Linked DNA regions of Sus scrofa: regions 2 and 3 are each linked to region 1. The links are chromatin contacts, called in public Hi-C maps. All regions are on one chromosome and are shown on one strand. The core of a region is the stretch at or near the end of the contact, and the rest is flanking DNA. Distances in the headings are between cores, read along the strand shown.

Region 1 (4,249 bases), core at 559-3,058:
GAAGAAAGAAAAAGGAAGAGTAAAAGAGAAAAGGAAGAAAGAAAGGAGTGAAAGGAAGGAAGAGGAAGGAAGAAAGGAGAAGCGTAGCTCACTCATTGCTGTCTTTATTCATATTTTCATGACCTACTTTCCCACTTAATTCTTGAGAACCCTGAACCTCTCCATTTTCTTGTCAACTTTGGAGGACTAAGTTTGCAGGGGGGGAAGTCAGGGAGCCCCAGCAGGCAAGCTGGGTTCAAGGATGCAGCTGGTACTTCCTTGGAGCCTCATCTCAGCCCCCCACCCCCACCCCACCCCCCGCCCTGCAGAGTCCCAGCCCTGGAACCAGCCTTCGTAATTTCCATAGGTGCTCCCAGCACCCCAGGGCTCTCCTGGGGGAGACACACAGCATCTCTGAACGGCTCCGGACAGGTCCCATCTTTTCCCTTTCCTCCCCGATCACTTCCATCTCTATGTCTACGTGTGTGTGACATTTTCATTTTTCTGATTATCAAAGTACATTTTACAGTAAATGAAAGCAATACATGTCTACGTACATGGTAGAAAATCTGGAAGAGTAAAAATAGGAAGAAAACAGCTTTCAGAAATTGAATTTTCAACAAGAAAGCCGAGTTAATTTTCGTTGCAGTGTCTAAAACTTGCTTTTTAAAATATTTTAAAGGGTTTGACATGTTCATGGACGTGCAGGTATGAATGTTTGGCTCCAGAGCCCTTGGTCTGACTCTGCCCTATAGCTGGAGGTTTAATTGTCAGTTATACTAAGGCCTTTTCTAAGTCCCTAGAAGGGTTTGTCTGGGTTTTATTTACTGTAATGGGCAAGTTAGGGAAACTTGGGTTTAATTTATACTCCAATTTAGTATTTTTAAAAACCTTTTTCAGAAAACAAGCATGATTTGGGCTTTATTGATGGGGAAACTTGTCCTCCCCTCCCCAAAAAAAGCCCTGCAATTCCCTTATGACACCATTAAACGCCTTCCTTTGGGTTTTAGGTTTCCAGAATATCGTCCACATAAATAGATGCAATGTTAAAAGAATGTGGACGACTAGTAGCGTGTATGTTTGAGCCTTCTGAACCGAGGGTTTATGAAACTGGTTGAAGAGTGTTTTATTGAAACAAGACAAATATTTATGAACAATTCAGAATCCTCTGTTTTGAAACGTAAAGTGCAGGCCCGAGTGGCGCAGAGTTCCAGGTGTTTCCTGTCTGCATTTGGAACGGTTGGCTGCTGCTCTGGGCCCACGGAGCTCTGCTTTCCAAGCTTTTAGTAAGAAGCTAAGAATCACGCAACCTCCTTGCCACCCCCAGCCCCCCCACGGCTGAAAGTGCTCCAGGAATGGACTTGATTTAATGAGCATAAAGCTGCCTTAAGACCTGTCTGTGTGGGTGTCTTCTGATCTATTACATTTGTCACTTGATTGAAAAACAACAACAACAAAACTTGTTTACGAAAGGCGAAGGCATGTGTTAACTCCTGCCGTATGGAAGGTCTGGTTTCTTACACACATTCTGGCTCACCCGCCCTTTACTTTCGGGTCGCCCCCAGCTTCTGTGTTGTTAACCACCCCTGGTTTCTGTGAAATAGGAATATGATGGATTCGGCCAGACAGTTGGAAGCTGTTGCTGTAAATACCGGCCGTTGTGATTTAACTGTCAGCCTGAAAGGCCCCCACTTCGGAAGGGCTCCTTTTTGAAACCCTGAGCACAATGAGATGTCTGTTTGGCGGCTGAGCCTTGGTTCAGATCCTCTACAGATTTGTTTTCCGAGTGCCAGCAGAACGGCTTTTTTACAGCAACACCCGCTTTGTGTGCCGAAGCTACAGCCGGGACTGTGGGGCGGTGAGAAACAGGGCCACACTCTCTTTCCATCCCTGAGCTGCCCCAGGCCCCGAGCCTCAAGAGGAGACTGGCAGCAAAACCATTCCCACCGCCTGGAGCACTTGGAACCCGAGAGTGGAAAACTTGCCTGCAAAGACTGTTCAAAGACACAAGCAAGACCAAGTATGGGATCCAACCAGATTCACCCCGAAAGCCAGCCCCAGGGGCCCCTGGCTGCAGAAGAGGATCAGCGGATATCCAGGACTGGGCTCGGGGGCGGGGGCGGGGGCAGGGTTGCAAAGAAGGATCCTTTTTCTGGCACAAACAAGAAGGAATGAGGCAAGTACCTGGGAGCTCCCACTGTGGCGCAACGGGATTGGCAGCATCTTGGACGTACGGCAATATGGGTTTGACCCCAGGCTCCGCATAGCGGCTAAGGATCTGATGGTGTCACACTGACAGCTTAGTTCACACCTTGGCTCAGATCTGATTCCTGGCGCAGGAGCTCCATATGCTGTGGACCAGCCAAAAATGAAAAATAGCCAGTACCTGCTTCCTGCTTTAGCCCTTGTCTCTTGCATTGTAGCTTTTGTTCTTCATGGTGGGCATCCAGAAGGCCACAGGAGAAAGGTGTGTTTGTGTTTTTTTTATTGAGGGTAAAGAATGAAAAAGAGAGAAGCACAAAGGAGAAATTGAGTCACCTGTACACCTGCCCTCTAAAAGTAGTCCCATTTGCCACACCCACTTTCAGAGGGTTTTTTTTTTCTTCCTCTATTTATATAGTGAGACTATCTGAACTCAGTTTCCTTCATAGTCTCGTGTTAGAGTTGTAGAATGTTACATCTAGATCTAAAGCCCTCCTTGGATCTGAACCCGCCTCCCACCCACTCCCCAGCTAGACCCTTCCCCGGTGCAGAGGGCAAGCCCTGCTATGAATCTGCTCTGGGTTCTTTCCCACTGTATTTCATACTTCTGGGTCTTTCAGATTTCTCTCTGGTCCAGGCCTTTTCCCCAGCCTAGAGCACACACACATTTTCCATGGCCCTCTTCCTGGATCTCGAGGTTGTTGGCTACTCTGGTCTTGTGTTTTTGTGAACTGCCTTGCATATTTCTCCCTGTGCATGCATGCTGGTATTTCTTCTGTGGTTGAGACCTAGGAGTGGAGTTCCGGGACAAGACAAGAGCACTAATTTCATCTCTCACAGTAATCCACTCCTTACAGTCATGCCTGATTGCCAGGCAGCAGATTCGTAGACAGGAAAATGGACGGAGGCAAGAGGCAGAAAGAATGTAGTATGGATTCTATGGAATCCCCAAGCTCAGTCGTTGACCAAGTTGCTGGCACATCCATCTAGTGTTTTGCTGATAATCAGAATACTTGTCTCTGATAGGAAACATTTGGTAGAGCAGCGCCTCTCCTCCCCACCCCTATCCCCCACCTCCACCCCCCAGTGTACAACAAATGAATCAGGCCTGGTGGAAGCAACAAATGGCTTTCTGTTGTTGCTGCTGCTTCTTTAAAGATAATCTGTTGTTTTCAAAACATTTGCAAGTATTGCTTTCAAGGAATGGGTGCAGGGAGGCTCTGGCCTCTGTTTTCCTCAGGTGGAAACATTTGCAGCAGTTTTTTTCCTTAGGAAAGAGCCACCCCAGGCCAGGACTCAAGGCAGGAAGTTGTCTGTTTGGTATTTACTCAGGCATCTTCTGGCAAGAATTGATTATTCAATCAGAGCTGAAAGTAGCTGCTTGCAGTTGATTAGATGGGGAGGCAAGAGGCTGTTTTTTTTCTTTTTAATCATTCAATGAATTTTATTATATTTATAGTTGTATAGACATCACCACAACCTAATTTGAGAACATTTCCATCCCAAATCCCCAATCTACCCCTCCCTCCTGCACACGTGTCCCCTTTGGTAACCATAAGTTTTTCAAAGTCTGTGAGTCTGTTCTGCAAATGAGTTCATTCGTAGCCTTTTCTTAGATTCCACATATAAATGATATCCTATGATGTTTGTCCTAAATTGTCTCTAACTTCACTTACTATGATAATTTCTACCGCCTATCCATGTTGCTGCAAATACCATTAATGCATTTTTTTTTTTTTTATGGACAAGTAACATCGAGAAGCCCCCTGCGCTGTAGATAGGAATGTAAATTTGTACAACTGCTATGGAAAACAGCATGGAGGTTCCTCAAGTAACTAAAAATAGAATCACCATATGATCCAGCAATCCCACTCCTGGGCATCTATCCGGAGAAAACCATGACTCAAAAGGATGCATGTCCATAGCAACAATATTCACAATAGCCAAGATATGCAAGCAACCTAAATATCTATCAGCAGAGGAATGGATAAAGAGGTGGTACATATATACAATAGAATATTAGCCATAAAAAGGCTTTTTTTTTTTCCTCCTAAAAGCCTGAGACCTC
Region 2 (4,249 bases), core at 489-2,988, 320 kb before region 1:
AAGCAGTCAGCTACATGAGGAGGAGGAGTTGTATTTATTTGCAAAAAATAAAAATAAAGGAAATTTTGAAGTATATCTACTGTTTTTATTCAAATTTAGAATAATTTTGAAACTATTTTTAATGCGTAGAGTTAGGTAATAACAAATTAAAAGAATAAGTAACATCATCCATCCATCTTGAATTTTTTTTTAAGCTTTGTAATACCAGTTAACTGTGAATGATGACCAGTAGATGGCAGCATTACCTCCACCATGTTGATCTTCAGCTACCAAACTCTGAGGCTATCTTTTGAAAATTAACAGTCACAAGTTGCTTCCCAGCTGCCCAACTTGTTGGCTGTTTTAACCTCTCTTTTATGAAACACTCCTGTTAAAAGCAATCCATTTAGCCAATACGTCCTTTAAACATGTGCGCAATGCTGAAGATGCACAAACACCATGCCAACCTGCCATTTTCCTTTTTTCTTTTTACGGCTTTTATATAAGCAAGTCTTTGTATGTCTTACTGTATAAAAACAATTAACTGTTCTGTAAAATGTTGCTTCTGTCCATCTCATTTATATAACCACTTACATGCATATTTACTAAGTACCAAAGCACTGCCAATGGAAACAGAAAGAACGGGGGATTTATTTTAAACAAATTTTGGTTCAGAGCGTGGCTCCATCCCTTAACTCCTCTGAGACACATTTTGTTTTTGTCTTATTTCTGTTAATGTATCTAGAGACGAAATTACTAGAGTTAGTAATATCAGCCTGATAGGATCATTATCAGAAGTGTATGCAATAGTTGAGTCCCCTAAATGTTGACTGAGCTCCTGCTATGTACCAGGCATTGTGTCAAGCCCAGGGAATGAGCACTACATTGACTTTATCCTGAAGAAGTTCATAGTCTATGGCTGTGCTGTCCAATATGGCATTGTCTAACCATGGGCAGCTATTTATATTTATATTAAGTAAAATTATGTAAGATTAAAACTTCAGTTCCTGGAGTGCACTGGCCACATTTTAAGTGCTTGATAGCCTTATGTGACTAGTAGGTATACCATATCATGTAATGTACATAGAGAGCATTTCTACCTTATAGAAATTTCTGTTGGACAACATGGGTCTGGAAAGTTAAATAGACTTATAGAAGTTTATAATCCGTTTCAAAAGTGCTTTCACAAATCAATATGAGAATAGGGAGGTAAAACAAACAAATTGAAAAGAGCAATGAACTCTTTGCAGTGGTGGCCAAGAAGATTTAGAGGGACAGATCATTTTAATGGAAGCCTCGACACAAAAGATGATATTCAAGGAGTCATCCATTTCAGGAAGGAGAAAGGCCTCTGAAGAGTCCCATCATGTGCAAGTCTTTAAGGAAGACAACACACCACACAAGTTATGCTCAGGGAACTGGAGCTGCTTCCGGGGAAGCAGAAAAACTGAGGGGCAAGGAAGGTTAATGGAAGAGATGAAACTAAGGAGAGAAAATCCCCTGTTAGATTCTGAGTGTGAGAGCAAATGCTCAGGACGGCTTAGCTTTTTCTTTCCCAGTGGAAGAGAACTAGTGGGGACCTTCCCCTTAACGGCTGAGCTCAGAGAGAGAGCAGAGAAAGGGAGCGAATCCTGGCAGATTCTTTCCATAACTACGTCCCAGTGGAAAATAAAACTAACCCCTTCCAGCCTGGACAGTACCTCCCAGAACAAGGCTGTTTTGCTCGCACCGTCCTCAGACTGTGAGAACAACCCATCAGCCGTGTCACCAGTAACACAGCTGCCCCATCAGCCCGCGGATGCACATTCCCCCATAATGAGCAAGGGATCCCTTCTGCCAAGGTTAAAACATATTCAAGCCTCATGCGTCCCGAGCTTTGAACCAATCTCCAACTTTTTGTGGTTACAGTTCATAGCTGGCTGGCAAAATGTGACTTCCTGGTTCTAAGATAAAAGACTTGGGGGTGGGGAGGGAGGTGGGAGCAGAGAGAAGACTTTAAAAAATAAAACTTACTTGACATCTAATGGCTCTTGCAAAACACCACTTTAATGAACAAAGCTCGGTTGCATCCTACTCTTTCTGATTACATTTCTGAAAATGCAGTCTTTTAAAATTTCAAGAGAAGGAGATCTGGTGGAAATATTTTAGGGGTTTCTTTAGCCTTTAGACATTTTAGGAAAGAGTGAAGGGTGGTGCTGATTCGCGGCTCTCAGCTGGGAGTAAAGGGCCTCATTTCAGGAGAAGAGAGAAAGAAGGAGGAAAGGAAAAGCTCTCTCGTAATAGATGTTCCAAAACTCATCGGTCTTTCCTAAGAGATGAGGTGGGGATGGTGGGGGAGGGACCAGCTGAGCTCTTCATAAGGTTTTATTTAAGCTTGAATAGAGATAATCAGCCCTGCTGTTTATTTCCATACCAAATGCTCCGGGGCCAGAGCTCTGTCACATTCCTAACCCACATCATTTTAGCAGCAGTCTTTTTGGAATAGAAAACGTACCCAAGACACTTCCTCGTAAAGAGTTACGAAGAGAATCCACAAGAGCCCAGCTGGATTTTCATAAGCAAAATGGCTCTCCCTCTCCTTCCCAGGTGGCCAATTACTCCTGTGACAACACCTCATACTTTCCATGTGAGAATGCCCTAGCCAAGCTAAAGGCTCTCCCAGTTGATACTTCATTTCTATCTCTTTATCATCCCAATTAGGAAGCTGAAAGAAGGGCACAGGCGCCAGGGGTCAACCGCAAACACTTGCTTTAGCACTGATGAGACAACTGGCACAGTTTTGAAAAGTGGGGGGTTTTGGCTTTAAAACAACACACTTTAGAGTCTGAACATGGACGTAGGGCTTGACACTCCCGGTAGCCTCCACTTCCTCATCTGTAAAAGGTTAAAAGGTGAGATTGCATCCTTTGATTGTTTACCTCACAGGGTCTTTTTTTTTTTTTTTTTTTTTTTGGTTTTTAGGGCTGCACCCACCGCATATGGTAGTTCCCAGGCTAGGGGTCAAATCCGAGATGCAGCACAGTCACAGTAACTCAAGGTCCAAGCCACATCTGCAACCTCCACCACAGCTCACAGCAATGCTGGATCCTTAATCCACTGAACAAGGCTAAGCACTGAATCCGAATCGTCATGGATACTAGTTGAAGTTGTTTTCGTTGCACCATGACGGGAACTCCTCACAGGGTCAATTTTGAAGTTATATGAGCTATGTCACTTGAGTGCCTCATAAAGAGCTTGACACACACACACAGCACATGACTAAGGGTAGTTAGGGCCTTTGCCATTATGATGTCACAAAAACTGATTAGGGTATCACAGAGCCTGAAGGATAGTCACTGTCCTTTTACCAAGGGGTTTATTTTCACTTTCCTTAAGAATGAATGATGTAACCAGCCCCTCATTTTTTTTTGTTGTTGTGAAAAAAAAAAAAAAAAAAACATTTACCATGAGTTTTTCCTTCCGAACCCATTTTAAAGTGTACAATACAGTATTGTCAACTATCGGCACAATGCAGTTCTTTAGAACTCCACCACCTTGCATAACTGAAACTTTACACCAGTGAGTTGCAACTCTCCACTTCCCGTCTGCCTGGCTCCAGGAAACCACCATTCTACTCTCTGCATTCTATTATTTTATATGCCCCTTACAAGTGGTATCATGCCACATTTTTCCCTATGTGATTAACTTTTTCACTGAGCATAATATCCTGAAGTTTAAGCCATGCTGTTGGATATGGAAGGATAGTCTTCTTTTTTAAGGTTGGGTAATATTCTATTGTATCTGTAATACACATTCTTTATCCATTCATGCACCAAAAGACACTTAGGTTGTATCTACGTTTTGTGAATAATGCCTCAGCAAACATAAGAATACAAATCTCTCTTCAAGATCCTGCTTTCTATTATGTTTTTAAAATTTTTTCATTAATGTATAGTTGATTTACAATGTTCCTTAAATTTCTGCTGTATAGCAAAATTGACCCAGTTATATACATATATATTTTTTTCCTCTCTTTTTTTCCCATACTATCTTCCATCATGTTCTAACCCAAGAGATTGGACATTGTTCCCTGTGTTGTACAGTAGGACCCCATTGCTTATCTCTTCCAAATATAATAGTTTACATCTACCGACCCTAAACTCCCCAAACATCCCTCTCCCTTTCTCCTGCCCCCTGGCAATCACAAGTCTACTCTCCATGTCTATTCTTTTGGACATATACCCAGTAGTGGGATTACTAGATTGTATGGTAGTTTTATTTTTAACTTTTT
Region 3 (4,249 bases), core at 1,053-3,552, 260 kb before region 1:
AAACCTGTATGGTCCATGATTTTTTTGGAGCACATGGTCATGGTCTAGTGAGGGGCAAATAGGAATCAAATAATAAAAGCCAAATGGATATTACAAACTCTTATAAATGCTATAAAGAAAAGGAACTCAGGACATTAAGAATCTGATCTCTGGGAGTTCTCTGGTAGTCTGGTGGTTAGAATTCGGTGCTTTCACTGCTGTGGTCCAGATTTGGGAACTAAGATTCCACACCAAGCTGCTGCATGCTGCACCCCCTCCACCCCCCATAAAGAAAATGTGATCTCTTCTGGAGATTCAGGGAAAGCTTCCAGTAGAAATGGACATTTGAGCTAAGAGCTGAAAGATAGATATAATTTAGTCAAATAAAAAGGAGGAAAACATTCCAGGCAAAGGGAACTATAGTTGCAAAGACTCTGTGATCAGAGGAAGTGTGGAACAGAGTAGTTGATCAATAAAAAAATGGTTAAATGGGAGTTCCTGCTGTCGTGCAGTGTGTTGAGAATCTGACTGCAGTGTCTCAGGTCACTGCAGAAGCACATGTTCATTCCCTGGCCCAGACCAGTGGGTTAAAACATCCAACCTCTGCAACTGTGACACAAGTGGCAGCTACAGCTCAGATTCACTCTCTGGCCCAGGAACTTCTGTATGCTGCAGGTGCAGCCATAAAAAAAAATAAAAATAAGAAATAAAAAACCAGTATATGATGAATGATTGACTCAGAATATCAGCTAATGTGTCTATGGCATTTATGATATTCTAGGTATTATCGTAAGTGCTTAATTTATATCATTTCATTTTAACCTCTATGACAACCCTATGTGGTATTATTATTATCTCCATTTTACAAATGAGGATGCTGAATTACAGAAAAAGTATTTAACTCACCCAAATTTACACGATGAATAAGTTGTGAAACTGAGATTTGAACTCAAGTACTTGGATGAAGTAGAAAAACAGAACTTTCTTGGTGATCTATGAAATTCCTAGAATCATATATGTCATTAAATTGAGCAAACATGGTGGGCTCAAACAGTGAATATGAGTTCTAAAATTGAGGCTGTGAGATCCAGGAGCAAGCTCATTTGAATGATGTGAAAGTATGATGGATTTAAACAGGTATTAAGGTTTACAAAAATCAGTTTAAAACACCCCTATTAAAAAATGATTATTAAACTCAGTAAATTTGCCATGAAAACTATAGAGAACAATTGAAGAAAAATACCATTAACTAAATTTTTAAAAACCTATACAATTAAAATATTCACATAATCAATATTGTTTATTTTGAATCTCTTTTTTTCCTCCTATGTGCATATTATAAATATCATGAACACCATTTCTTCCTGCATTTTCCCCTCTCTCCTCAACCCATGAATGGAATCCAGTGATTCTTTTTTCTCTAAGTACAAGATACATTGAGAATTGGGAAAGCCTGGAAAACCCCTCCTTGCTTTGCAATAATGATGTACTGATGAGCCCTGATGAGAAATTCTCTCTGGACATCAGCTGGGGCTGTTTCCTCTCTGATGCTCATATTTGCGTGAATCCAAAATCGAAGTGAAGTTCTAAAGTCGTGGAACTAGGTGGGCAGCCAGCCAGCAGCTCTGCCAGTGCCGGTCACCTTCACACATCTAAGGTGTCTTATTATTATCCAAGGAGCCTCCAAGAAAGATTTGCCCTTGAACTGTTTCACTGAAATTTCTGGCAGGTTGAAAATTCCAGGGTACTTAGGCCTGCTGGTTTATTTGAAATCTATCCTTTCTCTCTGTCTGTCTCCCTCTCTGTTCCCCTCTCTCTCTGTGTCTGTCTGTCTGTCTATCTCTCTCTTTTTAAAGTACAGTCGATTTACAGTGTTGTGCCAATTTCTGCTGTACAGCAAAGTGGCCCAGTCATATATATACATGTATTCCTTGTCTTATATTACCTTCTATCCTCTTCTATCCCAAGAGACTTGATATAGTTCCCCAGTAGGACCTCATTGCTTTTCCTTTCTAAGTGTCATAGTTTGCATCTACCACCCCAAACTCCTTTCTTTCCTGCTTCTTTGCTCCTCTTGGCCACTCTTAAGAGTGAGCACTGACAGATCATGAATCAACGTGGGCTATTTTTGCTCTTGCTGTGAGAATGTTTACAACATTGAAAACTCAGCCTGTGGTTTAACATTGTATATATTTTCAGAAGAATTGACTGATTTCCAAAGTCAGTGGATGCTTGTGAAACCCACAGAGGGCTTTGTGTATACAAGCAATACCTTGGGTCTGTCCTGAGCCTCATGGCTCCCATGGCATCAAATACAGGCCCATGTGTGTAGCACAGAAAAGATCTGGCTGCTCTATTTCCTAGCAATGCAGATTTCACAACTGGTTGCTCAAAGCTGTGAAAGAAGTGTTTCAAAACCAGTTGTGTACGGCAAGGAATTCTATGAAAACTCTATCTGTGGCCTAATTAAATTATTCCTCCTTCCCACCCCACAAAGCTGCTCCCAAATGTTTTGGATACATGTACCATTTCATTAGAATACAGTTAATCTTGAATATATTTTACCATGAAATATGAACATAGTAATTACAGAATTTTCCATTCAACATCCCCTATCATATTCCTAGCATATTGGATTCTCTTAGAATAGCATTTAACTGTTTTCATATGGGCTTCAGCTGACATCTTAGAAAATATGAAATGGCCAATAATTTCACTGCTTCAAAACTGAGTCAAACTCTCAAACTCTTTTTCCCTTTTTTTTTTTCTTTTTTATCTTGTGTGTGTGTGTGTGTGTGTGTGTGTGTGTGTGTGTGTGTGCTATACTTCCAAATTTTAAAATATGATTAAGGAGAGGTTCCATGCCTGTCCGCCTGCACCTCTCGCAAGCATCCTATCTTAATAAATCTTCTTGCCTAAAAAAATAATAAAACACAATTAGGGCCAACCTAATTTTCTAAGAATATCCTGCTGATTTATCAGCTGATAATAAGTCTGAGTTATTCAGACCAATTAAACAGGTTTACCAAGTATTGCTCAGTGGATAAATATGAGATAGAAAAGTCCAGAGGTGGGGAGTCTTTTTTTTTTTTTTTTCCAGCTAAAATCAGAGACAGCTGCAAAGGCCAATTGGTCTTTGTCAGGATAGTAGGGAAATAGCCCACTGGTGCTCACTAAAAATTGTGCTGACCATAGCTCTTGCCAACAGTCAGAAACTGTGAGCAGAGACGCTCAAGGTGGTCAGTGCAGACAGAGGAAGGCTGAAATCAGACTGGCCTGCTCTCTTGGACACAGGCTACTTTTCCACTGAGGTTCAGATCCTGAGCTCTGTATTAAGTCCTGGTTTTGTGAGTGACTCCTATTGTCTAGGTGTTCTGTTGGCTAATACCAGGCAACACTGAGCCTCTTGTTTCCATCCCTTTGGAAATTCTGGAGTTTCAACAATGCAGAGTGTGGGCCAGCCTCAAGAGTTATAGCCTAGTTTAACTGGATTTCGAAAACTGGTTAAACAAGGCTACAGCTCCCTGGTCTTGGACCTGCTATTTGTGTTTTATTTTTGTTGTTGTTGTTGTTTTTTTTTTTTCCCCTCTGTTTGAAGTGTATGTTCACTCCCTTTAGAAAAATGAAAAGGATAAGAAAATGGAAAATGACAAGTAGATTGGGGGGGGGGGTTATTTATACTGGCACAGCAGCCTGACTCTTAACAAAGTGTTTCTTTAAAATGTCAAGCGTTTGCAAATAGTACTGGCCCCCACTAAACTATAATTGCTTGTTTAGGTCTGAGTTCCCCTCTAGAACAGCGGTTTTCAAACTCTGCAGCACATCAGAATTGCCAGGAGGACGTATTAAAACACAGACAGCTGCCCCAACCCCAGTACTGTTAATTTGCAAACTCCAGGTGGGGCCTGAGAATCTGCCTCTCTGATAAGTTCCCAGGTGATACTGATGCTGCTGGCTGGAAGAGAACATGTCAGGAAATGCTCCGTCGAGACTGTGAGCTTCTCGAGGGCAGGAATTGGCTTGATCATCCCTTTTTCGTAACACCTTGTCCTGTGTCTGGCACAAATACAAATTCCAATAAATGATCAATTCTACGAACTCATTTGACTAGTAGTTATTCAGTATCTACTACATTTGTAGCTGTTGTAGGGATTCTACAGTGAATAAGACAGAACTTTTGTGTGATCAGAGAGCTTCCATTCTAGTAAGACAGTCAAGAAAGAAGCACTTTTTTTTTCTTTTTTATGCTTTTTAGGCCACACCGGTGGCA

Evidence for each region. A called contact is a pair of places that touch in the nucleus more often than the background predicts.
Region 2: a contact with region 1 is called in a Hi-C map of fetal skeletal muscle, with 2.0 times the contacts expected there. The contact joins two enhancer-like sites. A contact is called at or near these places in 1 of 5 promoter capture datasets (liver), 21 of 47 Hi-C or Micro-C datasets (alveolar macrophages, brain, embryonic fibroblasts and 14 more) and 1 of 2 datasets of contacts at active chromatin or transcription factors (skeletal muscle).
Region 3: a Hi-C map of skeletal muscle shows a contact between it and region 1, with 4 times the contacts expected there. The contact joins two enhancer-like sites. A contact is called at or near these places in 2 of 47 Hi-C or Micro-C datasets (embryonic fibroblasts and skeletal muscle) and 1 of 2 datasets of contacts at active chromatin or transcription factors (skeletal muscle).

What each region holds. Positions count from the first base shown.
Region 1 is chr13:54,781,685-54,785,933 of Sscrofa11.1, reverse strand. The region is part of intron 3 of PDZRN3 (E3 ubiquitin-protein ligase PDZRN3); the gene reads left to right. Among named protein-coding and RNA genes, the nearest start is that of PDZRN3, 120 kb to the left of the region's middle. Within about 2 kb of position 1,808, at least 29 of the 83 cell types and tissues checked have an H3K27ac peak or open chromatin away from gene starts, as enhancers often do. A contact at or near this core is called in fetal skeletal muscle and skeletal muscle, where this site is marked.
Region 2 is chr13:55,096,745-55,100,993 of Sscrofa11.1, reverse strand. No RefSeq gene overlaps it. Among named protein-coding and RNA genes, the nearest start is that of PDZRN3, 190 kb to the right of the region's middle. Within about 2 kb of position 1,738, at least 19 of the 83 cell types and tissues checked have an H3K27ac peak or open chromatin away from gene starts, as enhancers often do. A contact at or near this core is called in fetal skeletal muscle, where this site is marked.
Region 3 is chr13:55,045,749-55,049,997 of Sscrofa11.1, reverse strand. No RefSeq gene overlaps it. Among named protein-coding and RNA genes, the nearest start is that of PDZRN3, 140 kb to the right of the region's middle. Within about 2 kb of position 2,302, at least 3 of the 83 cell types and tissues checked have an H3K27ac peak or open chromatin away from gene starts, as enhancers often do. A contact at or near this core is called in skeletal muscle, where this site is marked.